Regions from separate parts of the Mus musculus genome. Here all the other regions are linked to region 3. Evidence: chromatin contacts called from public HiChIP or PLAC-seq and promoter capture Hi-C data. All regions are on one chromosome and are shown on one strand. Each heading gives the region's core, a stretch centred on a gene start, on an enhancer-like site or on the middle of the called end of the contact. The rest is flanking DNA. Distances are from core to core; before and after follow the strand shown. Region 1 holds the start of Nhp2 (NHP2 ribonucleoprotein). Region 2 holds the start of Jade2 (jade family PHD finger 2). Region 3 holds the start of Zfp2 (zinc finger protein 2). Region 4 holds the start of Tbc1d9b (TBC1 domain family, member 9B). Region 5 holds the start of 0610009B22Rik (RIKEN cDNA 0610009B22 gene). Region 6 holds the start of Sec24a (Sec24 related gene family, member A (S. cerevisiae)). Region 7 holds the start of Ltc4s (leukotriene C4 synthase).

The links. Promoter capture Hi-C pulls out the DNA fragments that hold promoters and counts their contacts. HiChIP or PLAC-seq counts read pairs in DNA pulled down with a chosen protein or histone mark.
Region 1: a contact with region 3 is called in a promoter capture Hi-C map of hippocampal neurons, with 2.3 times the contacts expected there. The contact joins the promoter of Nhp2 here to the promoter of Zfp2 in region 3. A contact is called at or near these places in 2 of 39 promoter capture datasets (cranial neural crest and hippocampal neurons).
Region 2: a promoter capture Hi-C map of liver shows a contact between it and region 3, with 3 times the contacts expected there. The contact joins the promoter of Jade2 here to the promoter of Zfp2 in region 3. A contact is called at or near these places in 2 of 39 promoter capture datasets (cranial neural crest and liver).
Region 4: a promoter capture Hi-C map of liver shows a contact between it and region 3, with 2.8 times the contacts expected there. The contact joins the promoter of Tbc1d9b here to the promoter of Zfp2 in region 3. A contact is called at or near these places in 3 of 39 promoter capture datasets (the 3T3-L1 cell line, liver and pre-B cells).
Region 5: a promoter capture Hi-C map of pre-B cells shows a contact between it and region 3, with 3 times the contacts expected there. The contact joins the promoter of 0610009B22Rik here to the promoter of Zfp2 in region 3. A contact is called at or near these places in 9 of 39 promoter capture datasets (the 3T3-L1 cell line, embryonic stem cells, frontonasal cranial neural crest and 6 more) and 1 of 9 other capture datasets (embryonic stem cells).
Region 6: an H3K27ac HiChIP or PLAC-seq map of microglia shows a contact between it and region 3, with 4 times the contacts expected there. The contact joins the promoter of Sec24a here to the promoter of Zfp2 in region 3. A contact is called at or near these places in 2 of 39 promoter capture datasets (cranial neural crest and hippocampal neurons) and 1 of 115 datasets of contacts at active chromatin or transcription factors (microglia).
Region 7: a promoter capture Hi-C map of liver shows a contact between it and region 3, with 3 times the contacts expected there. The contact joins the promoter of Ltc4s here to the promoter of Zfp2 in region 3. A contact is called at or near these places in 2 of 39 promoter capture datasets (cranial neural crest and liver).

What each region holds. Positions count from the first base shown.
Region 1 is chr11:51,618,500-51,621,940 of GRCm38.p6, forward strand. Nhp2 (NHP2 ribonucleoprotein) reads left to right here and starts at 1,274. Exons shown (of 4, transcript NM_026631.4): 1 at 1,274-1,478; 2 at 1,583-1,652. The coding sequence starts at 1,319.
Region 2 is chr11:51,855,558-51,858,944 of GRCm38.p6, forward strand. Jade2 (jade family PHD finger 2) reads right to left here and starts at 2,111. Exons shown (of 13, transcript NM_001357588.2): 1 at 1,754-2,111. The coding sequence starts at 1,881. It overlaps Gm30110 (a long non-coding RNA gene), which reads left to right. Exons shown (of 2, transcript XR_388628.2): 1 at 1-166; 2 at 364-1,040.
Region 3 is chr11:50,913,753-50,917,428 of GRCm38.p6, forward strand. Zfp2 (zinc finger protein 2) reads right to left here and starts at 2,424. Exons shown (of 6, transcript NM_001044698.2): 1 at 2,357-2,424.
Region 4 is chr11:50,129,593-50,133,488 of GRCm38.p6, forward strand. It overlaps Tbc1d9b (TBC1 domain family, member 9B), which reads left to right and starts at 1,768. Exons shown (of 22, transcript NM_001290760.1): 1 at 1,768-1,964. The coding sequence starts at 1,847.
Region 5 is chr11:51,686,151-51,689,887 of GRCm38.p6, forward strand. 0610009B22Rik (RIKEN cDNA 0610009B22 gene) reads right to left here and starts at 2,484. Exons shown (of 2, transcript NM_025319.2): 1 at 2,398-2,484.
Region 6 is chr11:51,755,328-51,758,768 of GRCm38.p6, forward strand. It overlaps Sec24a (Sec24 related gene family, member A (S. cerevisiae)), which reads right to left and starts at 1,507. Exons shown (of 23, transcript NM_175255.3): 1 at 750-1,507. The coding sequence starts at 846.
Region 7 is chr11:50,236,590-50,240,351 of GRCm38.p6, forward strand. Ltc4s (leukotriene C4 synthase) reads right to left here and starts at 1,943. Exons shown (of 5, transcript NM_008521.2): 1 at 1,789-1,943; 2 at 752-851; 3 at 605-675; 4 at 428-509; 5 at 1-123. The coding sequence starts at 1,846.

The sequences.
Region 1 (3,441 bases), core at 24-2,523, 700 kb after region 3:
TTTGGCATCTGGCACTCAGGATCCTCCTTCATATTCACCCTTACCAGCTTCAGTCCCTCTACGTCACAGAGCTGAGGTCCCCGTTTCCTGTTGCTCCAGGGTTCTCATTAGCTAGCTGGACTCTTCATCCAGCACATGTCACCTTCCTTCCTACCTTTCTGGTTTTTCAGATTTGCTTTTAACATTTAAGAACTTTTGATTGATTTATTTCCTGTGTGTGAGTGTGTTGCCTGAAAGCACATCTGTGCAGCACATGCACTCCTGAGGCCCTTGCAGATTAGACATTTCAGATCCCCTGGAACTGGAGTGGGTTTTTTTGTTTGTTTGTTTGTGTTTTTTTGTTTGTTTGGGGGGGGTTGGTTTTTGTTTTTTGGTTTTTATTCAAGACAGGGTTTCTCTGTATAGCCCTGGCTGTCCTGGAACTCACTCTGTAGACCAGGCTGGCTTTGAACTCATAAATCCACCTGCCTTTGCCTCCCAAGTGCTGGGATTAAAGGCATGCGCCACCACTGCCCGGCCTCTTTTTTTTCTTTTTTCTTTGCGGTTTTTTTTTTTTTTTTTTTTGGAGACTGTTTCTGTGTAATCCTGGCTGTCCTGAAACTCGATCTGTAGAACAGGCTAGCCTTGAATTCAGAGTTCCTCCTGCCTCTGCCTCCCAAATGCTGAGAGTAAAGGTATGCACCACTACTGCCCAGCGGAAGTCACTATGTAGACCAGGCTGACCTTACTGCCCAGCGGAAGTCACTATGTAGACCAGGCTGACCTGATCCACCTGCCCCTGCCTCCCCACTGCTGGGATCAAAGGTGTGCGGTTTATAGTTTGTGCAACAGGATCTAGGAGGGGGAAAAGAAAATATGAAAAAACTTTCAGGTGCGCCAGGCTTTACCTAACCAGCAGCAGCAGGTCACAAGGCAGGTCACAAGGAGCTCAGGGGACACAATCCCGTTGTGTATTTTCCTTCCACCCGCTCTTCAATCTCTCCGGGCCCCGCCTCTTTCCCTTTGGGCTCCGCCTCTTTCCCTTTGGGCCCCACCTCTCGGCCCCAGGCCCCGCCCCTTTCCCTCTGGAAACCCGGTTCTAAATTCGGCCTCCCTGGGATTCCCGCGGTGAAAATCCAAATCCCGTGCTTAGATTGACCTTTAACTCCGCCCCCATATCCAAAATCCCGCCCCTAGAGATCTACTTAGAGATTGGTCGGTGTAGAATATTTAGTTTCCCAATTGGTCACAGGGTAGAGCCACTTGAAAACCCGGAAGTGATGTCGGAGGCGGCGGCCGCGTGGTTCCTCTATGCCGGGACGGAGTTGTAGTTGCTAAGATGACCAAAGTAAAGGCCGCTCCCGAAGAGTCCGAGGCGCAGGCGGAGGGCTGCAGCGAGGAGCGCACGTACAAAGAGCTGCTGGTCAATCTGAACCCCATCGCGCAGCCCCTGGCTTCCCGCCGCCTGACGCGCAAGCTCTACAAGTGCATCAAGAAGGGTGAGGCGGGCGCGTGGCGATCGCGGTCCGGGACCGGTGACTTGGGCGGCCCGGGGTCGAGCCTCGTGAGCGAGGTGTCGGCTCACGCTTCTCTCTCTTTGTAGCTGTGAAGCAGAAGCAGATTCGTCGCGGGGTGAAGGAGGTTCAGAAATTTGTCAACAAGGGCGAGAAAGGGTAAGAACCCGGCTTCCTCTGGTTTTTAAGTTTTGTGTGGTTTTTATTTTTATATTCCAGTGCCGGGGATTGAACCTAGGGCCTTGTGCACGGTACACAAGTACTACGGCACTAAGTTTGGCTTATTAACTGGTTAAGAAGAAATTCCACCTACTCAATAAAGGTGAAGTTGACCAACCAGTCTAGCAGTCAACTCCCTTCACTACCAGTAAATGGAACTCCCAGTAAATGACAGGGAAGAGAATAGGAATCCAGCCCGTGTAAACTAGAGTCCTGATCATTCACTCTGTAGAACGGCACAACTTTTTCAGGCTCTAGGCAACGTGCTATATGTAGAGAGACATTTTCCCAAGTAGGGCAGGGGAGAATGCGGGCTAGCTTCCGAAGTATAGCTAGTTCAAGGCCGTCGTGGTCTATGGACAGGTCTCAAAACAAACAAAACTCCCAAAAGGAGAAAATGATAAGCCAGTGATAGGCCTTTAATCCCATCAGAGGCAGATCTCTTAAGTTTTCAGCCATGACTATGTATAGAGACCCTGTCTCAAAACAACAAAGGAAGAGAATGAATGAATGAAGGTTTATTTGGGGTGAGGGGGTGGAATCCTGAGAAGAGTAGGCTCTTGGACAGGGCAGTGTAGTGGCACTTACACAATGTAAGTGGTTACTCCTTTTAAGTGTATGACTGTTTTGCCTGCGTGTATATGTTGGTGCATCACTGGTGCCCTTGGCAACCAGAAGGCAAGGTGTAAGGTCTCCTTGGACTGGAGTTAGAAATGGCCATGCACCCCCAGAAATGGCTATGCATCCCCGTATGCCGGCTCTCCAGCCCTCCTGGGCTTTCTTTTTTTTTTTTTTTTGAGACAGGATTTCTCTGTGTAGCCCTGTCTGTCCTGGAACTCATTTTGTAGACCAGGCTGGCCTCAAACTCAGAAATCCGCCTGCCTCTGCCTCCGGAGTGTTGGAATTAAAGGCGTGCCCCACCATGCCCGGTTTTGTTTGTTGTTGTTGTTGTTGTTGTTTTCTTTTTCCCCCTCGTGGGCTTTCTAAGGTAGGTTTAGTGTTCTCAGAACAGAGTGCAAGCTGAGGCGTGACATCGAGGGAAGAATTAGGAGAGGCAAGTCAGACTTAGTAAGCTGTTATGGCCCAAGGCAGGTGATGGGCAGGAGCTACAGCTGAGGGATTTGAGAGACGGTGACATATAATGACTTTGCATGCTAGTTTGGGCTGTAGTGTGTGACTGCAGACAGACAGTGGAGGAAAGCCAGGTTTGTGTGAAAACATCTGAAGTGTGGTTTTTAGATACCTTTTATTACGTGTGGGTGCCTACTTGCATGTGTATGGACACATGTGCATCTGGTACCCATGTGAACACCAGCGGACAACTTGGAGAGCTGATTCTCTTCTGCCATTCAGGCCCCTGGGATTGAACTCAGGTGGCCAGGCTTGGCAGTGAGTGTCTTTACCCTCTGAGGCGTCCTGAGTTGACATGGAAAATGCCTTGGACATGCTCTGCTTAGCTATTCTACAGGCAGATGTTTTGGTAGGGCAGATGGGGGCTGGTAGCTTCAGGTGGCCCCTGGCACCATGATAGGTCAGGAAGGCAAGGAGAAAGGGACCACAAAGAAGGACAGCAAAGGAACAAGTGGAAAGGACCAGCCTTGTGCCAAAGGGAACGGAGTATGCAAACAGATGTCTACCACCCTTACACCGGGCAGATCTTCAGGACTTCTGGGTCTGGTACACTGACAGCTCTCAGCCATGGTTGAGGGCCCTGGCAAGCTTTCTCTTG
Region 2 (3,387 bases), core at 861-3,360, 940 kb after region 3:
CCTCCAGCCTGCCCTTGGCGGCGGGCGACGGGCACGCAGGCTGGAGGCGCGCCGGCGTGATTCCGACCGCGGGAGCCGGGAGGAGGAGCCGGAGGTGGCTGCGGGGGGCTCCGGCCCAGGCGTAGGAAGGGCAAGAGGCGGTTCGGGCCGGGGGCGGTGCCAGGAGGTGGGTGGGCTTGACGCCCGGGGCGGGGGAGGGGTCTAGGGGACTCGGGGAAGGGCAACTGAGCCCGGGGTGGGGGCGGGGGTACTGAGCGGGGCAGAGGTGTGCAGAAGAGGGACCGGGCTGAGCTGGCTGGGCCTCTCTGGAAGGTAGAGGAAAGCCTCCAAGCCGGTTTTGCAGATGTCCTCACCCTCCGGCAGAAAAGCTACGAGTCTCCAAGCTGACCCAGGATCACCCCTTGCTCGGAGAAGGGGATGTCTCAGAGCCCAGGGATGGGCGGGAAGGGACCATGGGGAGCCACAAGTCTGCACCCAGGCGGGGAGTGGGCGAGCGAGAGCCGCTCCGCAGGCGCAGGCAAGTGGGTGGGAAGGAGGGAGGGAGAGGGAGGAAGGAGGTGAGCCGGGAAGATGCCACTGCCGGGGGCGGGGCGGGGCCGGGGATCCGGCAGAAGGACTGCAGCAATGTTTGGTGGGGGCGGGGGCTGCAATGTCACTCATTTTGGGGTCAGGTGCGTGTGTCCCAGGCAGGGCCCTCCACTTGTCTGCTGCTCTTAGGTACCACCCAGAGTTTTAGTAAGGGCGGAGGGAAGAGGGGGGAGCTGCAGAGTCGTCCCTGAAGCGGGACGCGAACCAGCAGAGTTGGGAGAAGGTAAACAAGGGCCACGCCCCCTGCCGTCGCCCCGCGAGCGCGCACCCGCCGCTCCGGCCGTCGCCGGTACATTTCCACTCTCGCGGTGCCTCTCCCCCACCGGACTCCCGCGCAGCACCGGAGAGCTGCTGTCCACTACCCCAGTATGCACCCTGGCTGCCTGGACTGCGCACCCAGCACTCACCTGGGAACGTTGTCCCCCGCCCCTTAAGAAGAAAAAAAAAAAAAACTAATTTGTGCAATGCCTCTGAACCCAAGAACCGAGCATGCTGCCCCCGCGTGCAGCTCCCTCGTGCACCCAGCCTGGAAAGGGGGCGCAGGGCGGAGGCGGTGGCCCCCGGAAGGTGTCTAGGACTGGACCGGCTGCACGTGAGCCCAGTGCGGGGTCATGTGCATCGGCTCAGCCCGGTTCGGCACCCGGACGTGCTGCGTATCAACAAAATGAAACTCGGGAGACAGAAGGGCAGATAGCTCCAGGTTTCCCGTGCCCCGGTGCCCGCCACTCAGCCTCCCCACCCCGCACCCCGGTAGCGCCGCAGCCCCTCGGGCCGGCCGGAGCCCGCGAGGCAAGTTGCAGCCCCAGCGCCCCCACCCGCCCGCGCCCCCTCGCCGGCCCAGGGGCGCTTTGCCGCAGTCATTAATAAAGAAGGTCGCCAGGCTCACCCTTCCAAAAGTTGTTGCATGCGCCCCTCTCAGCCTCCCCGCACTGTACTCTTTAAAACACGGCTGACCAACATGCGCAATCTCTCTCCCCAGTGCTGTGCGTCCCCCCCCCCCACCCCCCGCGCTGGCTTCCTAGAACAGGCAGCCAGCGAGAGAGGGAGCGAGCGAGCAAGAGAGAGGGAGCGAGGAGCACTGGCAGATCTGTTGAAAAAAAAAAAAAGCCCACAAAATAATGCCGTGGAGATGCGCAGGGCCCATCCGCTGGGGGCTGGCTCTTACCTTGCTCCGCGGTGCCCTCCCGAGGGGCGCTGCCCTCGGCTACGCGCGGCGGCGGGGGCCGGCGCGGGAAGGATGCTCCCGAAGCCAGGAGCTCCTGGGGCCGGCGCGGGAGGGCGGGGGGCGCGCATCCATCCGGGGTCGTGGCGAGGGAGGCGACCGGGCCGCGGCGCCCCCCAAGCCCCGCACCCCTGCTGGGAAGATGGTCAGCCCTCCAGCTCAGAGCTGGTGCCACTAGGAGTGGGCGCAAAGTAACTCCATGGACGCTACTCACCCCCCAAAAAAATAGCCTCCAACTGCGATGGCCGCGGTCGGCACCATTCACCAACCCCCTGTGTATGTTTCTGTTTCTTTTTAAACCAAGACTTCCTTGTGATCTCTTTAGAGGGGGAAAAAATGTGTTGGGGTGGGGGTGGGGTGGGGTGGGGGCGGGCAAGAAGAGAGGGAGGGGGAGTAGCCACTTTTTTCTAATTCACTCGGATCTCCGCTCCCGGCACCCCCCTGTCGTGTTCCCCCCCCCCTTCCCAGTTGTTTGGCTCCGGCGACAGTCCCAGGTAGCGTTGCGGCCCCCCCGGGGGGGTGCCCTACACGGTCACCCGCCCGCCTGCACGCGGGCCCGGACTCCTCGTGGACTCCGGGGCGCCCCCAACCCGCCCTGTCCCCAGGGCCGGGCCCGAGCGCCGGCTGAGCCCGTGCAAGTCCCATCAGGTCGGCTCACACTTCACACACTCACACACATACCCCGCCCCTCCACTCGCTCACTCACACTTTCTGCTCACACCCCGCCCCCTTCGCGCCCCAGACCCAGGCGGAGCCCCCCACAACCTTTAAAAAAAAAAAAAAGCAAGCTTATACTTAAAAAAATCTTTTGGCGCCATATTAATGACGTACTTAAAATTTGCCATTTCTCCCTGCGTCAAAAAGACGTTTCTTTGCAAATAACAGCTTGGAGGCGACACTCGCGGAGGAAACGAGGCTTGCACGGAGTACCCAGCTCGCCCGCCCCACCCCCAGGGACTCTGGTGCTGGAAGACCCTCGCCCTCCGCCCGGTTTCGGAATCACTGGTTTTAAAATCGAAATCGAATAAATCGCGTGGCGTTTTTTGCAGCGCCAGAAGTGAGCAGAAAGTGCTGGCAGGAGTGCAGGGGAGGGGCGCGCAAGGGGCTGGGGGAGGGGGCGCGGTCCTCCTCCCCCACCCACACCAAATGCAAACTAGCATCCTAGGCAGGGAAAGTTGAAATTGTGGGCGACCTCCGGAAGAGAGGGGCTGTCCTTAAGGGGAGGGGGTCCCTTCTTGGGCTTGTTGCCCCCTCCCCCTCGCGGGTGCCTCCTGGCGCCTGGTGCTGCCCTGCATTTCCGGAGGGGGGGTGAGGCGCACTGTGATGGGTGGGTGGCTAGCAGGGTGGCAACATGTCCTAGCCTCAGGAGGAGTTTGCCCCGGGGTACCCCCTTCCTTCTGCCTCGTGCATCTTATAGCCGCAAAGGGTTAAAAACCGAGGGGCAACTTCCCAGGGCTGGTACTTGGCAGAGAAGCGGGGCGCCCCTCTCCCCACCCTCTCGTTCTCGCCCCTCCTCCTCCGACTCCACTTCCCGACTTGACCTTGTGGTGCACAAACAGTGCTCTCCAATCCTCGCA
Region 3 (3,676 bases), core at 1,174-3,673:
AGAATTTTAAATGACATTAACTAGAACACAGCTGCCTGAGGGTTACTGTTGCTGCAATGAGGGATCATGACCAAGGCTTGGGGAGCAAAGCCTTTATTTGGCTTACACTTCCATATCACTATTTATCATCAAAGGAAGTCAAGATAGGAACTCAAACAGGGCAGGGACCTGAAGGCAGAAGCTGATGCAGAGGCCATGCAGAAACACTGCTTATTGCCGTGCTCAGACTGCTTTCTTATAGAACCCAAGCACACACACAATGTACTGGGCCCTCCCTTCTCAATCACTAATTAAGAAATGCCCTGCAGCCAGATCTTATGGAGGCATTTTCTCAGTTGAGGCTCCCTCCTTTTGGATAACTCTAATTTGTGTCAAGTTGATACAAACCAACACTATTACTGAGGAACCTCTGACAAATTAAGTATCTTGTCAACATCAACTGTGAGAATAGCGGCATGCGGCATGCTAAGCAATGCTGAGAACAGCTGTAAATACAACAGGCAGACTCCACCACCACCACCGCCCCTACCTCCCCCCCACCCATGTTACAGACCAACAGGGAACACCAATGCACAATTGCAATCCTAGCAGCACATGCGGTTCAGAAAAAAAAGCATGCATATATAGGAATTCAGGAATAATTCATTGAGTTATTATAGCTCAGTAGAGGCCCTGGACTTGACCCCTACTACAGTAAAGGCAGAGGGGTGGGCTGGGTAGACTGAGGATATAAGAAAGTTGGCATTATCAAGAAAGGATTCAATATACAATAACACATAGCAAGGGTTGTCGTTTGGAAAAGAATAGAGATGCAAAAACAGAATGAGAGTTCTACTAGAAAGTATAAATGAACATCTTTGTGATGCAGTGAAACAGAAGGCCTCTCTAATTATGGTAAACATGGTGGAGGTGGAGGAGGAGGGAGCTGGCCCTGGGGAATGGCTCAGCACTGGGCAAGCATGAGGACCAGAAAGCAAGCAGGAGGATGAAATGCCCGAGGGCTTGGAGGAAGATGGAGGATGCTTCTCGGCCCTGACCTCAGGTCTTCACCTGAATGTGGCTATATGTGCACCTGTACCCATGCATACATGCAGCCATAGATACATACAAGTGAAATGTAGGTTTATATGACTATAGCAATATGCAACTTTTCTGTAGATTCATCTGTTTGTACAACAGATGCAAAAGTTAGGAATAAAATGGGCTGGAGTTTAGCATAAGGATATTATTTGAAGGAGGGTCTTCTCACTAAGTAGCCTTGGCTGGCCCAGACTCTGTGGAGCAGGTGGCCTCAAACTCATCCCCCTGCCTCTGTGGGATTCAAGGCACACACTACCACACCTAGCTTGCACCTCTCCAAAGCTTAAGAGGCTACTAGCAGCACTTCCAGTTGATGTGGGGCGTCAGTCACTCTTAACACCGCAACCATCTTTAGAAACTGCTACTTTTCTGGAAAGAATAAGACAGGAGATGCCCAAAGGTCTAATTATAACGTTGACCTAGAAATTTCACTACAAGGTTTTGTGGAAAGAGGCAATACAAAGAATGACATAACTGTACCATGTCCAATATTAAAATAAAAACAAAACACAACAAAAACAAAAAAGCCCAAAAGTCCAAAGGGAACCATTCGTGAAAATGACAGCTTTAACTGCTCTTAAAAATTAGTGTCTTAAGGCTATTCTCATCTCCATTGGGTGGTGGTTTAGATGCACTTCAAGCATCTTACAAAATGCCTTTTGTAACTCCATTTTTAAAGGTGAATGGAGGAAAGGCACTAACATCTTTTTTTTTTTTTTTGGAAGCAAAAGGTTTCTATTTATACATATAACACAATACATGGACTTTAGGACAAATTTCGAATGATTTCGCTCGTACATTTTTCTAGTTGACCAATAATGAACTTAAAGAAAGGGTGGGCACGTTCTTGCTTATTCAGGACTCATTTTACAAGCTCCTCCTTCGCAGGCAGAGGGCGGGTCCCCAGCAGCGGTGCACACAATGGCCAGAGCCCCGGACTGTGGTCCCGTGCCCTGCCAAGCTTCAGAGAGCGGGTCTACCACGCATTCATAGTGCATACCGAACCAGAGCTGCTCGGCCAGGTAGAGCTGGAGAGCAGTCGGGCGCGAATGACCCCGGGGTACGGGGGGATACCGAGCTGGGGGGTCTCGGTTAGGGTGTCCTGCGGCCTGGCGCGCGCGTGAGCTGCGCACCTGCGACTTCGTGCTCCTTGCGGACGAAGGATCACCTTTCTGTCTGGCCGGCTCTGCTCTTTTGGCACCAGAGCCCCGGGCTCCCAGTGGGAACGCCTCCGCCTCCCCGCCCGTGGACCACCCGCCCGAGGAAGCGCACTCACCACAGTCACTGAAGAAGCCAGAGGCTGGCGGCACAGGCAGCCGCACTGGGCGCGCGGGACTACATTTCCCACAAGACCATGAGCCCTCGACAGGGCTTCCAGTTGCGCAGGCGCAACCGCAGGGCTGCGGGCCAGCGATTGCTCCCCTAGTGCTCAGGCAAGGTTTGCCACCTTAAGCTTATTTTCTTAAAGAAACTGGTTCTAGAACCTTTTCCTTTCCTAAATTAAGAGAACCTTGGACACCCCCTTGCATGAGGTTAGGATGAGAGGTAAGCTACTAATGTAATGTAGATACTTCACGGCGCTCTGTGACCAGGTAGTAAATGATGCACTGGCTGGGTGAATTGTTACTGTGGAAAACCAGCCACCTCTGTGAGTGAAACTCGTGGGTGCTAAGGTAGTTTCGGCTGCATCCACGGCTTTGGAACTTGGAGAATATCTTAGGATAATTTCCATCCTATCTTAGGATAGAAAGATAGGTTACAAACTGTAATATTGGGTTCTTGTCTGGCCGCTTGTTTTTTAACGTTTTTTCTTTAAAATCTGACATCATGATACTTGAATACAGTGCACTGTGATCACATTCACCCCCAGCGACCCTCATTCATGTGCCCTTCTTTCACTGACCTCCATCCTTCCCAACTAGTCCTTCTTCTATACTTTTGGTCCTTTCCCCCTCGCTTCAGCCTGTAAAACTTCTATTCCATGCAACAAAGACTATGTTCCGAACCAAATGTCGGACGGGCATCTGGAGGCCACTTTTTGACGAGGCTCAAAAATCCTATTAGCCAAACGTGCGTGCCCAAATTCCTTTTATCCCACACCTTCCGCTTTTATCCCACACCTTCCGTCTTAGGTCTTTGACATTGTGTTTCTGCTCTGATGGGAGGATCTCCTGGGACTCGGAAGCTCAGGAACCACACAGCTCTGAGGTGGGACAATGTCCCAAAAGAAGGGCACCCTGAGACATGGGAGCTGAGGAACTAGATAGCTCTAAGAGGAAGCCTCCTCAGCAGAGGCGATGCAGCTACCAGGGCATGGCGTCCTCAGCGGAGCTCAGGAGCCTCAGTCCCTCTCCTTCTCATCGTTTCTTCTCTTCATTGCTTCTTTTCTTCTTCACTTCTGACCAGGCATAAGAATCTCATGAAAGAGATTTATTGGATGGACCAGGGTGTGAAGGGATGAATCCAGGGATGGCTGCTCTCTATCCTAGGGAACAGACAACAGGGAATTAGACAAAGTGGCAGTGCTTATATAGGATCTCTTAGGGGGCGGGGCTTTCCAGGGCAGAGATTTCCAGAGTGATGATTGGTGGGATTT
Region 4 (3,896 bases), core at 518-3,017, 780 kb before region 3:
ACACTCAAATTTGAAATAAGGATAGACGATCCTTTATTGCGCTCCAAGGTGGAACAAATACTTGCAGTTCTTAAATTACATTTATTTAGTTAATTATTATTTTATTTTACTTAGAAGTCAAAGGAACTTGCAGGAGCTGTTTTTCTCCTACCATGTGGGCTCTGAGATCAAAGTCAGGCATCTCACTGGTTCTCAGGTACTTCCAAATGCTTTTTATAAAATTATTATCATTCTTCCAAATTAAATTTTTTGTAGATTTCTATCTATCCATCCATCTATCTATCCATCCATCCATCCATCCATCCATCCATCTATCCATCCATCCATCCATCCATCTATCTATCTATCTATCTATCTATCTATCCATCCATCTCTCTCTATCTATCTATCTCTGTCTCTATCTCTGTGTATATGTGTGTGTGCATCCATGAGTGAATGCTATTGCTGTTAATTTCAGCAGCCAGAAGAGAGTATCAGATCCCCTGGAGCTGTAACCCCCCCCCCCCCAATCTCCATCTTTTGCTGAGCCATCCCTCAGTCCACTACTTCTAAATTATTTTTGGTCTAGAACTTGCTAGGTAAACCATGCTGGTCTCAACTTCACAGAGATATACCTGCCTCTGCCTCCCAAGTCCTGGGGTAAAGGTGTCTACCACCATGCCTGGCTTACTTCCGAAATCTTGAGGGTAGACTTCTCCAGAGAGCACAGCAGCATTCGTCTGCGCGTCCAAAGTCCTCATTGAGGACTTACTATCAGGACACATTAATACAATGGGCTGAGAATCCAGTATCTGAGAGATGATGAGTTTAGTTATGTTTCATACATGGATATCATACTCACTCCCTCATGGAGTAAGATGATGGACAGCCAGACTGACTGGTTGCTGTGTACTCTGTCAGGATAACCGGAGTATATTGTACTTCAAAGTTGTAAGGAAAGCCATGTCTTGAAAGCTGAGTCACAAGCCGCGTTTCAGAAGGTTGTGGCTCACTCTGGCTGTCACCCATTACATCTGCTCAAACCTCCCAGAATGAATTTATCTCTCCTTCCTTTTACCCTCCTGCCATGTCCAGGTGACATGGGGACAGCTCATACAGCTGTCTCCCTAGCCTTTACCAAAATAAATATGGTCCGCCCCTTTTGTCCAGGCGGAGTCATTTGCACCTTTGAGTCAGAAACTATCTTGTTCCTAATTGTTTAACCGGGCTCTAGTTCACAGAGCCCGCAGTAGCTAGTTTTGCTTCATGGTTCAGTGGCAGAAGCCCTGGGCTGGGATCTGAAGGTGAATTTGTACTGTCAGAGACTGCCGCCTTCAGGCCAGGAGAGGTAAGAGCAGGGCACTGCGCCCCTAGATCATACTGCTGTACGCTTATGAAAAAAATTAAGTGCTCATCTGTGACCTCAGCCTCAAGGCCACCCCAATCCATCTGTCAGATGGGGTGAGCGCACTTATTTCAAAGGGCACCAGCTGCGCTTCCTGACAACTGGGCTCTTGAGGATCCCAACCTTAGACTTGAGTCAAAATCCCGAGGCTGACCAGGCGCTGCTGTACCCTTCTCCAGACGCTTTTTGCCACATTAACTCGCCTGGGCTGCACAGTAGGCAGAGAGCATGCGATCCCCTCCAAACTGGACAGCGGCAGCAGGGCTGGAGGGGACTGCCAGGCCAGGAGAGGTCGAGGAGGGCGACGCTGTGAGCCAGCGCGGCCGCTAGGGGGAGCCAACCTTCGGGCCGACGTCTCGACCCCGCCCCAGCCTCTCGGCTCCTCTCGGCTCGGCTCGGGCGCGGCGACGGCGGCGCGCGCTTCCGCCTCACGGGCTCTGGCCCGGTGCGAGCGGCCGCGGGATGTGGCTCGGGCCCGAGGAGGTGCTGGTGGCTAACGCGCTATGGGTGACGGAGCGGGCCAACCCCTTCTTCGTGCTGCAGCGGCGCCGAGGCCACGGCAAGGGCGGAGGCCTCACGGGTGAGCGGGGCGCGGGCGGCCGGGCCTGTGCGCACCGGGCCTGGCGGGGCAGCAGGACGCGACCCGCGGGCACGCGCAGCGGCACAGGGGGGTCGGAAGGCGGGTGGGGAGGACGATCCCGGGACAGGCAGCAGGGGAAGGACACCAGTGGCCTCCGCCGGGACGTGTGCACAGTCCTGTAAAGTCACATAGCAACCAGAAGCCAGCAGGGTTCCCCAGCTCGCCCTCTGCCTCAGTTTCTCCAGCTGCCTCTGAGGGACCAAGTGGCATAAGCACACGTTTCCTTTTGCCCTCTTTACTCCTAGTTCACTGAAGAGTTGCCTCTTGGCGAAGACCAAAGATGCCCTGACCTCCCCTTCCTCCGGTCTCTCCTCACTTGATGCCGTCAGAGCTCCCAATTCAAAGCTTGTTTTTGCATATTTATCGGTATATATGAAGTGTCCCTCAGAGCTACCCCGGGTGCCTCTCGGGTATCTGAGCACTACCACTCACACAGAAGCAGCTGGAGTGGGAGCCTCTGACTTTGTGTGACATGTGGCATTGTGGGAATCTATTCAGCAGGACTTGTTGGAAGCCCCGTGTGTCCCAGGGCTTGTCAAGTACTCCAGATCCGGCCCTGCAGCAGACCCCTGTACGTGGACCCTTCTGGGTGCCAGATCTTTCAATATGGAAAGTGAATTTTCTGTGAATGCCCTGGTTTTGCAGGGTGGCAGCTGACAGTCCTGCAGATGCAGTTGGTGGCCTCACCTAGGTGACATCAGCTGCCAGCATCTCATGAGCTACACTTCTTAATGTGGAAGGGACTGTACCTTTTCCAAGAAAACTCAATGTTCCCTTCCACAATCAGGCTCCTTCCCGGAGGGCCAAGAGATGACTGGAGTTGATGCTAGGCCTGGCTCCAGGACCCAATGTTTATTGAGAGTTAGGTAGCAGCCCTCTTGAACAGCCCAGTGATCAACCTTGGAAGCTACCATAAGGCCACTGAGGAACACAGGGCACCGTGGGACAAGTCCCTTTTGTTCTAGCATTCATCTGTGTCCAACCGCCTCCCGCCTCTCAAGGCTGAGCGTCCAGACTACGGTGCCAGCCATTCTGTGAATTCCAAATCACATTGAGCCAGGTTTGTGCAGCCTGCCATGGCCATTGGGCCATCACAGCCTCCTGAGCACTGTATACCTAAGAGATTCATCAGGAACGCAGGTTCCTTCGAGCCTCTTTTCAAAACTGACCAGCCTGGCCTGGAGAAGTGGGCTCAAGGGCTGCAAAACCAAGGTTCAAATCCCAGCACCCATATGGTGGCTCACAACCATCTGTAACTTTGGTTATAGAGAACCCAATACCCTCTTCAGGCATCCATGGCCACCAGACACAAACATGTGCACAGATATACATGTAAACACATAATGATCTGGGCAGTGGTAGCTCATGCCTTTACTCTCAGCACTTGGGAGGCAGAGGCAGGCAGATTTCTTGAGTTCGAGGCCAGCCTGGTCTACAGAGTGAGTTCCAGGACAGCCAGGGCTATACAGAGAAACCCTGTCTCGAAAAAAAAAAAAAATGAATTAAGTCAGCCGTGGTGGTGCTTGGGAGGCAGAGGCAAGTGGATCTCTTGAGTTTGAGGCCAGTCTGGTCTATAGAGTGAGTCCAGGACAGCCAGGGCTACACAGAGAAATCCTCTGTCTTGAAAAAAAACAAAAAGGCCGGGCATGGTGGCACACGCCTTTAATCCCAGCACTCGGGAGGCAGAGGCAGGCGGATTTCTGAGTTCGAGGCCAGCCTGGTCTACAAAGTGAGTTCCAGGACAGCCAGGGCTATACAGAGAAACCCTGTCTCGAAAAACCAAAAAAAAAAAAAATAATAATAATTAATAATAATAATAATGTTTGCTAGTCTGAACTTCTCATTAAAGAGTGGGTGTGAGGAGGAGGGTCA
Region 5 (3,737 bases), core at 1,234-3,733, 770 kb after region 3:
GACAGGGTCTCACTCTGTAGCCCAGGTTAGCCTTGAAACCCAATCCTTTCTACCTTAGTCTCATAACTGCTGGTATTACAGGCATTAGCCACCACACCTAGCTATATTTATTAACATTTTACCCCTCCCCACTGATTTAAAATGATAGAGCTACCATACACTAAATTTGCATTCATATTTCCCACATCTTTGGGTTTTTTTTTTGGTCCTATTTATGAAATAAAGGGAAAGCTGCTTAGCATCTGGATAATTTCGATAGGTTCAGAAAATGAACCTGGCAAAAACCTACCATCTTTCCATTGATTGAAAAAAAATAATACAAAAAGAGGGAATCCCCCCTCCACACACACACACACACAGGGTTTGAGAGGGAATTTCTTAAACTGAAAAAAAAAAAAAAAAAAGGACATCACCATCAACAAATCCAAAATACTTTTTACAGTTACTGTCAAAGACTACCAGGGCAGTGGTAGCTTACACCCGATCCCAGCACTGGGAGAGACTGGGGCAGGAAGACTCTCAGGGATTTGCGGCCACCACCTGGGCTACATAGTGAGTTTCAGCCAGCCTGGGCTAAAGTCTGAGATGCTGTCTTTAAAAACAAAACAACAACATCCTACAAACTAAAAGCTTTTTTCTTAAAACCAGAAACAAGGAAAGATCACAACTCCATCCTTTGGCTAAAGTTTAGGAATGCAGAAAGTATACCTCCCTTCTACCACTTCTATTGAGTACTTTACTGGAGATAGCAGGCAGGGAAACAAAGTTAATGGGAAGAATTAAAAAAAAAAAATCACTACATTGGGGGGTGGGGACAGCCCCAGCACCAGGGAGGCAGAGGCAGGCAAGTTCCTGTGCGTTCAAGGCCAGTCTGGTCTACAGATCTAGTTCCAGGACAGCCAGGGATACACAGAAAAACTGTTTCAAAAGCTAAACCAAAACAAAGAAATAAAAAGCATTTGGACTATGAAGTCCAAACTATTTGAAGATGATATAATCTTATACATAAAATGTCCTATGGAACCATGTAAGGGCAGACTTAGCAAGGCAACAGGAAACAAGATCAATAGAGAAACAAATGGGTTTCTATAGACCAGCAGCTAGTTCCAGAGTGATAAAAAAAAAAAAAAAAAAAACAAAAACCAAAAACCAAAAAACCCAGGATAAGGGACTATCGTTTAAGAGACACGTCATAAAATAAAAACTATAGCTTTAGGAATTTAATCAAGGCTTTCAGTGGAGGTCTTGGTGGTTAAGATCATTGGTTGCTCTTTCAGAGGACCTAAGTTTCCACTAAAAATTTCCGAAGAATTAAAGAATCTCACCTATTCTTGAAAACAAGTAAATAATGGCTGCTGGTTCAGGGGACTCGTTTTTCCTCATTGGTGTATCCACCATTAAATTGTGTATGCTCCATAAATAAACCCCTACCCATAAATACCCAAGTTAAACTCAGTGGGTACACACGCATGCTCAGTCCAGAACTCAGTAGGCAGAGGCTAGAGGATCTGTGAGTTCAAAGCTAGCTTGTTCTGCAAAGCAAGTTCCAGGACAGTCAGGGCTACAGAAAGAGACTCTGTCACAAGAAGAAAGAAGACAGGAGGAGGAGGAGGAGATGATCAACTTCACAAAGTTGTCCTCTCTTACACATGTACCATATAGCAAGCAGGCACTCCCATGATGTGTCACATACATCCACAATAATAATAATTTTAAAAAATGTATAGATATGAAAATAGAAGGGAAAGGGGGTTCAGTGGGTGTGGGATGAGAGGGTGACAAGGGCTGAAAACCACATTAAAACACATGGATGAACCTGCCAAAGGATAACTAAAGATACTAGGATGGACTGTCATCCTTGCTTTGGGGCTATTAAAGATGGCGATACATCTATTTACCCACAGATTCATTTACAACACGATGACAGAGTCCATTAAATAAACCCGTACATTTTGCTATTTTATTTTGTTATTAACCTTTTTTAAAAAATAAAATAAAAGGTCTTATGAAGCCCAGACTGGCCTACAAGTATCAGAAAATGGCTTGAATTCCTTACCCTAGCTCCCCCTTTCCAGTGCTGCGATTATCTTACACTGCCCCTCTTTAACTGTTTATTTCTGGTGCTGGGGACCAAATCCCAAACCTCCAGGTGCTAGGCAAGGGCTCTGCCCCTGAGCCACAAATCCCAAGGAAAACTCAAAGTACGCACCCACGAAAGTGACTGAACTGTATGTGCCCAGCCTCCCTGGACGGCCCCCACTTTCCCAGTCTCTAGCTCCCGACTTTTTGCTTTGGGCAGGGTCTTGCTGTCCTACAGCACTTGAGGCAATCCCTCCGGGCTCCTGAGCGCTGGGATCACAGGCGAGTGCGGGATTTTGACAACTATAAATACCTCACCTAAGCCGACTTCCCTCTAGTTCAGGGGCAGACAAGCTCAAAGAGGAAAGCAGGTCAGCCGGCCATCACACACACTCAACGTCCACCCCGCGGGGTAGCTCCGCCCACCGACTAGCCGAGACTGCTCACTGCGCATGCGTACATGTTCCCGCCTCTCCGGGAAGGACTGAGCGGCCTGCGCCGGCTGCCGACCTGACGCAAGTGACGGAAGACTGAGCATGCTCAGTAACGCGCTAAGCCCGTCCCCAGCCCCGGTCCGGCCGCCATCTTGGATCAGGGCAGCTCAGTCGACCGGGCATGCGCACATGCGTCTCTGAGCAAGGCTGCGCTAAGGGTTTTGTCCGCCATCTTGGGTCAAGGCCTCATGGGACGTCGGGGTCCCCGCGGGCCTCCTCTGGCTCTTAGAGCAATCCTTGCCTTCACCGCACGCGTACTTGCTTATGTTGTCACTGACGTTCGCCTGGAGGTGTAGAGACCGGAAGCCTGGCGGGAGATGTGGACCAGACTGCCAAGTGAGGCGGAGCTTTTAACTACAAGAATGCCAGAAAGCAAAATGGAGGTTGCAGCACCGGGCGCTTGTGTCCAGACGGTGCTGGCCGTATGCGTGGGCGGAAATGCGTAATGGGAGGGTGGTTTAGGGCGCAAATCACTGGTGTTAGGTGCTGTTAATCATCAAGGACTCTGCTCTTTCAAGTGTATGTCTGCATTGTTCACAGGTTTTCCTTATGTGTTTATTATAGTGAGACTTATCTAGCGTTGGCGTCCTGAATTCCTTCTTCCCTTAAACAGACATTTCGAAGCTACTTTGGCTAAAAATCATTGACTTCTCTCTGGGGCCACAGAGTGACTAAAGATAAAGTTTGGCATTTCTGTTTTCGTTTTGTGTTTGCTAGAAACATAAACAAAGCGAAGTAGCTCTACAAGGCACGTTCTATTTGTAAAAAAGGTGTTTCAGGATCAAAATCATGGTGTCTTTTCCCCAGTGGCTGGGGTCCGACCTTCATGCTTGGCTAGTTCTGAAAGAATAAGCTTAGAGGAATGGAGTTAAAGGTCTGTATTCCAGGCAGCAGGGAATTCAGGAGGGAGAAAGGATGCATGAGGTTTATAAACAAAACTTTACTAGGTGGAGAAGATGTTTGTTTGTTTGTTTGTTTGTTTGAGTGAAGCAGCTTTCTTTTATTGGCGGTAGTGAAGAAAATTTTTGGAATATTGGCCAATGGCAGACTACCTACCTACCTTTGATAGATAAATAACAAAACTGATTTCTTACATCTCCTTTGCTTTGGTCAGGTACCTGCCCACTTCTACATAAGCAGCATGTTTATCCATCCATTTCATCT
Region 6 (3,441 bases), core at 257-2,756, 840 kb after region 3:
CTTTATTATATCAATTAAAATAAGCTTAGCAAATCACGCTGTAGGAAGGCGTCAGGAATCCTAGAAGAGATATCCAATTATAAGATATTCTCCCGCCAAATGATAAATTATAGTGCCAGATGTACTCTCTCTAGGGTTCAGAGAGTTGTGACTAACTTACATTCTAAATGAAGAGGAGGGCCCTAGAAACGAAGCCCTAGCCATCCATCTATTTGGTTCTTCCACAACTGAAAAACTAAACAGGAGGCCCAAGGACTGTCGTAGGAAGAAGATCCTTGAAGAAAGATCCCTGCAGAGATGAGCAAGTCCTAAAGGGATCTGTCAAAGACGGAGTCATTCATTCATCTCTGCAAATTAGTATTAATAAGCACTGACCCGCCACCCCCCTGCACTTCGAGCCTGCGGACCCGAGATGAACCCTGCCCTCCAGGACACAGGACTGAGGTGGCGCATTGCGTGATGACACCCAGACACTATGACCTCCATAAGGCAGTTCTGGGAACTGATTTCGTCTACGATTCTTGTTCACCTCTTGTTTATCTCAGACGTTGCATACTGCAGGTGCTTACTGTTTGCAGGCTGAACCTATAAATACACATGAAACTGTCCCACCAGCGTGGATCTGCAGGTGCATGTCCACCGCGGCTCCCGGGTCCAGGCCGTCATCCGCCACTCCCCGCGGTAGACCTGGCTGGGACTTGTCCCTGGCCCGAGCTGTGCCGCCCTCCCCGCCCCCGTGCGGCACTCACCGTTGGTGTAGGGAGACCCCGAGGCTGAGGCGGCTCCGTTCTGGGCCTGGAGGCTAGCTGCGGCACCGCGGGCAGCGGGGATCCGGGGCTGGGCCATGGCGCCCGGGGATCTCAGGGTAAGACGGAGCCGTCGGGGTCGACCGCAGCGCCCAGCCTAAGAGCTCCAACAGGAAAACCGAGGGCAGGGACCTGGAGGCCGGAGAAGCGGAACACGCGGGGTGGCACGTCAAAGTAGAGGCATGGCGTGTCCGTGTCTTCTGCCCGCCGGCGGCCACGACCTGGCCAGGGCGCGGAGAGGCTCCGGAGTCAGGCCGGCTGGGCTGGGAACGCCGGGCTCGGAGGCAGCAGCCGAACCCGGAGAGGAGGGAGGCCCTGGGCGGAGCCGCCGGCCGCGCAGGCACAGTGGGGACACGTGGCACTTCCGGTTCCGGCTGGAGGCTGCGGCCGTGCTCTCTGTCCCCGGGGAGCTGCCCCGAGGGCACCTGACAGTCCCGTGTCCGGGCCCGGAGGACCGTGCACGGACTCGCCTGCCACGTCACGGACTCCCGCCGCCCGCCGGAAGTAGCCTGTGTCACCACTGCGAAAATACCCGGCGTGGAGAACGTCACCTTGCTGACAGTCCCAGGGGTGGTGCGGATTTTTAGAATCGATTGGGTGGGACAGGAGAGACCCGGCTCCTCTTCCGGGATTCTCTGAGGATTACCTGAGACGACCGATGTCCTCGGCTACCGCTGGTGGCCCAGCCGATGCTATGCCAGCTGTAGAGTGCAAGAGAATTTTAAAAAGAGGTGTTCAATTACGTGTGTTTGTCAAAGTGTCATGGGCGGGACATGGCGGCAATCAGGAGGTCGAGGCAGAAGTGTTCTAAGTTCGAAGGCGGCCTAGTCAGGTCAGCCAGGGCTGGAGTGAAGATGCTGGGTCAAGGTTAAAATGTCTGATGACGTTAAGGAGGAAGCTCTTCTTTTCAACTGGAGGATTAAGATTAATTTTGACGTTAGCCTGTTGGTAGCATAGTCACTCCGAAGTACATCCACCACACATGGATCGGGAATCCATCCCTCTCCTATCCCAGTGTTGACAATGGAGTCCAATGTCCTAGGGAAGCCCTTAGTTTACACTGAGCTAGGCAACTTCTATAATAACAAGTATTTAGTTAATACTGAGGCTCCAAGCCGGGCGTGGTGGCGCACGCCTTTAGTCCCAGCTCTCAGGAGGCAGAGGCAGGCGAATTTTTGAGTTCGAGGCCAGCCTGGTCCACAGAGTGAGTTCCAGGACAATCAGGGCTAATCAGAGAAACCCTGTCCCGAAAAAAAAAAAAATACTGAGGCCCCGGACTAAATAACATTTAAAATGGTAATTGTAATGGTATCGTACTCCTATAGTTCTGGATACAGAAAAGTGAGGCAGGAAGATCTTGAATTCAAGACCAGCCTGGGCAATTTACCAGGACTCAGTTTCTTTAAAAGGGGTTAGATATGTAGGTCACTCATAAAGAGTTTCCCTAACCTTGTAGGAAGAAGCCCTGAGTTCAAAAGAATTAAAGGCAGTTTACATTATGAGAGTTTACATTAAGTCGAATAATTCAAATGTCCTTTCTGGGCAAGTAGCTTGTGGGTTGCTTTTATTTTTACCCCCAAACAGACTTTCTGACTTGTAAGACCAAAGAGAAGTAGAAACTGGTTGGTTATGCAACATACTTAGTGATATCAGTGTGATCTTTAGCTACTTTGGTTTTACCTGCTCCAAGCAGATGACAAAGTCCTTCACAGATGTGTGCTGCTGATTGAAACGTATTATGCCATGAGTTTCACAACCTCGGGCGAAAGTACATCTTACCAAACTCATTTACTATCTAATGCTGGCTACGAAGTATTACAGAAAAAGAGCACAATCTAAAACTACTGTCAGACCCAAGAAGCAAGCAGTAACCACATATACAAATTTACCCTAACCTTGATTTCATTAATAGTTACCTCAAAACCATACTAAAATATATTTGCTCTGAGTGGAATTAAACAATTAAAAAAAAAGATTGTTTTATTGTTTTAAAGTTTGTTTTCTGTATGTATGGGTACCTACATAGAAGTATTTACACGCTGGTCGATGGTGGCACACACCTTTAATCCCGGCATTTGAGAGGCAGAGACAGGTGGATTTCTGAGTTCGAGGCCAGCCTGGTCTACAGAGTGAGTTCCAGAACAGCCAGGGCTACACAGAGAAACCCTGTCTTGAAAAACCAAAAAAAAAAAGAAAGAAAAGAAAAGAAAAAAAAAGTATTTTACACCATGTGTATGCAGTGCCCACACAGAGGTCAGAAGGGGGCACTGCATCCCCCAGCACTGGAGTTGACAGTTGTGACCGCCATGATGTGAGTGATAGCAAAGGAACCCTAGTCCTCTGGGAGCACAGCCGGTGCTCTTCACTACCAGCCGTCTCTCCACGCCCCCACTCCTTATTACAAGATCCAGGTAGGCTTCTTTAGGATGAAGATGAAACTCTTTGGTTTGTTTTGCTTTGTGTTTTAGAGACAGTTTCTCATCTTGGTACTGCCTTGTAGACCAGGTTGGCCTCGAACTCATAGAGATCTACCTGCCTCTGCCTCCTGAGTGCTAGGATTAAAGGCACGCGCCACTACTCCTGGCTGAAGATGACTTTTAATCAAACTTTCACTTAAGAACATCTATGATGGGCT
Region 7 (3,762 bases), core at 693-3,192, 680 kb before region 3:
ATCTGGAGCCATCTGAAGAGCGCAGTCCGTAGCGTGCCGGGGAGGAAGTGGACTAGCAAGCCCAGTGCAGCCATCGCCACCAGCAGCCAGAGTGCGCGCGCGCTCGCGTATAGGGGAGTCAGCCTGCGGGTGGCGCTCAGCGGGAGCGGAGCCAAGCCCCCCCCGCCTCCACACAAGGCCCCGCCCCCTCCATGCTAGGACTGCCCCCAGGCCTAGGCCCTCCCCCTCCAGACTAGGCCTGCCCCGCAGGCTCAAGCCCCTCCCACTCCGGGCTACACCGGCTCGCTAGGGCTAGGTCCGCCCACCCGCTGTCCCCAGATCTCTTTCCATGGGTCCCCTGTGGCCGATCGCCGCCTCCCACCCTTTGAGCGGCGTTGGGGAGCGACCCTCCCCTGCAGTGCTTTCCCGGAAGTCCGGCCAGAGTTACCTGAGTTGCGCTGAGCGCGCGTATCCCTGGAAATAGCGGAGGCGCGCGAACAGGTAGAACAGTCCGCACAGGGCTGCGGCTCCTGCGAGAGTCGATGCAAGGCGACGCGGTGAGCACGAGCTCCCGCCATCCGGGATCACCCCCACCCCCGAAGTGTGCCCCCACGCTGCCCCGCACCTTCGTGGAAGAAGATGCCGGCGACCCAGAGTGTGGCGAGGAACAGCGGAAAGTACTCGCTGCAGTTTACCCTGCGAGGGGTAGGCTGGGTGAGCGCGTGGTTCACCTTGGCTGACACCCGAACCCGCCCGGACCCGCCGCGCTCACTGGGCTCGGAAGACGCGCTCGAACTCGGGAGGGCCAGAGGTGAGCGGCGGCGACACGTGGAAAGCCCTTCGTGCAGAGATCACCTGTAGGGAGAAGTAGGCTGCGGCCGTGGGGGTGTGGGAGTCAGGTGTGGTGCTCCGCAGATCTGGAGCGGGATCCGTCCCTTAGTTCCCCTCTCCTTGCCTCTCACTGAGCGACTCTCTTCTAATGCCCTTCTCCCACCTGCCCCATCAGTGGTGTTCAATGGAGAGGCCCTGTAGGCCTGAGGGTTGATTGACTAGGGTGATGCGCGGCTGAAACACCTGCCGGTGGGAGGAACCTTAGAAGACTTTACTCCTGAACGATTTGACTTGCAAAGCACAGGCAAATGCCTACCTCCCGTTCTGCAGGTCTGGACCCCCTGCGTAGGCAATGGACCAGGGCAAAATTGGCTGTATTCTTTAAGGAACAAGGAAGCACACGTTCTGTGGCTAAGGGACCCTGGTTTCCCCTCTACAGAATCAGCCAGAAGGGACTCTGCCACAAGCCAGAGTCAGTCTAGCTTGGGTCTCAGTACCACCACACAATAGCATAAATTCTTGTCTCAGTTTCTGTTTAGACATCATGGACCCAGCCTTAAATCTGGCAGATACTGTGCTCCAGATGCGTGGAGTTGGGACTCTCCCAACCTAAGCCCATAGCTATTCCACTAGTCACTGTATTGCACTCCCAAACAGATACCAGCTCCCACCACAAGGCAGGCACCTCAAGTGGCCCCTCAGCAGGGTGGCCATCCTTCACCTGGTCCTCCCCTGTAGACACTCCTTAGAGAGTGTCTATACCTGCTCCAGGGAAGTGGGGACTTCTCAGCTGGAACTTTGGCCCTCCAACAGTTCTTGAATTGCTTGGACCTTGGTACCAGGAGGCTAGCCTAGAAGCCTCCTGTCCTTCTCCTGAGCCTGGGCCTGCCAGCACCCCAATTCCCTACCCCAGGAGCCTGAAGAGAGCAGACTACAGGATGTAAGATCCACCCACCTCCCAGACAGGAGCCAGCCCACCTTGCAACAGAACTCCCACGAGGGTGACGGTAGCCAGAAGAGCCACTTCGTCCTTCATGTTGCCAGCCACAGGCAGAATTAGCTTTGGTGTTCTTCTTATCGCCCAGTGTGCTACTCAGACGCTGGCCCAGGAGAGGAAGAGCCTCGGCGCTCTCCACCCCTTTGCAGTAGAGGCGGGGAGGGGTGGGGATATGACTGTATCCACAAAGGCAGGGAGCCTGGCCAGGCTGGGAAGGTAGAAACCAGTGCTGTGGACAGCTTGACCACTTCCTTCCAGTTGTTCCTGGCCTTTCCGTGCTTAGTCCTGTGGTGGCGGAACTCATGCTGCTCACCCAGGCTCCCTCTGACTGCTCACCCATGCCCCCTCTAGCCTTGTGTGTTTCCAGCTACCATATCATCTAGACCCTGCATCCTTGGTAGTTTCCCACTGGCCTTTCAGACTTCCCCTTCATCCAGGGTTTACCCTAGGCTCTGGGCTCCTGGACTCCCACCCCTGACTTCCCCTACCCCAGTGATGACTGGGTCTGTATTCCCATCCAGGGCTACTCTGTAATGTCTAGTGCTGACACACCCTTCCCAACTCCCTATGGCTTCATAATGTCCAGGTGTCCCCAGCCACAATGGACCTACCCATGTTCTTCTTCCTCCTTGGCATCCTGAGGCCCATCCCCCTCAGAGCCCCAAAGGCTCATGAATGATATTTTTTATCCTTGGTTATGGGGAAATACTTGTCTCTAGGCTGGTGTATTTGCCCAGCATCCTACTTGGCTCCAGGCACTGACCCTTCCCTTCCTTAGCCTAGTCCTTTCCACACCAGACAAAGCTGACAACTCCCCACCACTGCCACACTTGTGGTGTAGTCATGTGTGCCGATGTTGACAGAAGAGAGACCCAGTTCTGGAAACTTCCATTAGCAGTCTGGGAAAGGAAGCTTAAGAGTACAGAAGCTGAGAAACTCTTGTTGTCGAGCCCTGGGGGCCACCTTGTGTGGTGTGTGCTCCTGGACTGTTCTTCCTTGTGAAATAGCCACTTCTCTTTTCCGATGAAGCTGGTTTGAGGTAGATTTGGTCAGCAGTGGCAAAATCCAGATCCATCTGGAAGAGTGGACGGAGCCATAGGTGAAGGGCGTGAACCAGCACAGGACAGGAGAGGAGCGTGTACTGGGGAACTAACAGGTCCTAGGCCACACTCCTGTCCCTGCAGCCAGCTTGGCCATATCATGGGTGTCATAAGACAGGGTCACCCTTGGGAGCTTCTGCTTCCCCACAGCCAGCCTCCGTCCTCGTTGCCTGAGGCCTTGGTCCCTGTGGACTCCCCAGAACCCCTTCGGTCTCTTTGTTCATTATTGCCCTCAGAAGATCTGAGGCCTACCTGCTGGGGCTCTGCAGGTTTCTCAAGATCACAGTTGGGTCAACGCTGGTCCTTGCATTACACCAACGTGTAATAGCAGTAGCTGGTGCTCTGAACTCAAGGAATGGTCAGGACACAGGCGTTCCAGGGCAAGATGGGCCTGCACCATGCCAATGCTTGGGTTCCAAACTTCAGGAGGCTGCAGTTGGGGCAGCTTCCGGGAGGGAAGGCATTGAAAAGGCAGAACAGGGCTGGTGAGATGGCTCAGTGGGTAAGAGCACCCGACTGCTATCTGAAGGTCCAGAGTTCAAATCCCAGCAACCACATGGTGGCTCACAACCATCCGTAACGAGATCTGACTCCCTCTTCTGGTGTGTCTGAGGACAGCTACAGTGTACTTACATATAATAATAAATGAGTCTTTAAAAAAAAAAAAAAAAAAAAGAAAAGGCAGAACATAGGATACAGGCAGGCCATGCTCCTATATGCCCATGTGGATAGTGTGCCTGTCTGCGTGCCTGTCAGCAAATGAACATCTCTGCGTGTCTCTGCGGTGAGCGTGGGTGCTCGCCGGTGCAGGCTACAGACAAGTCTATGTCTTGTGTTACTTCAGGCTCTGCTCTG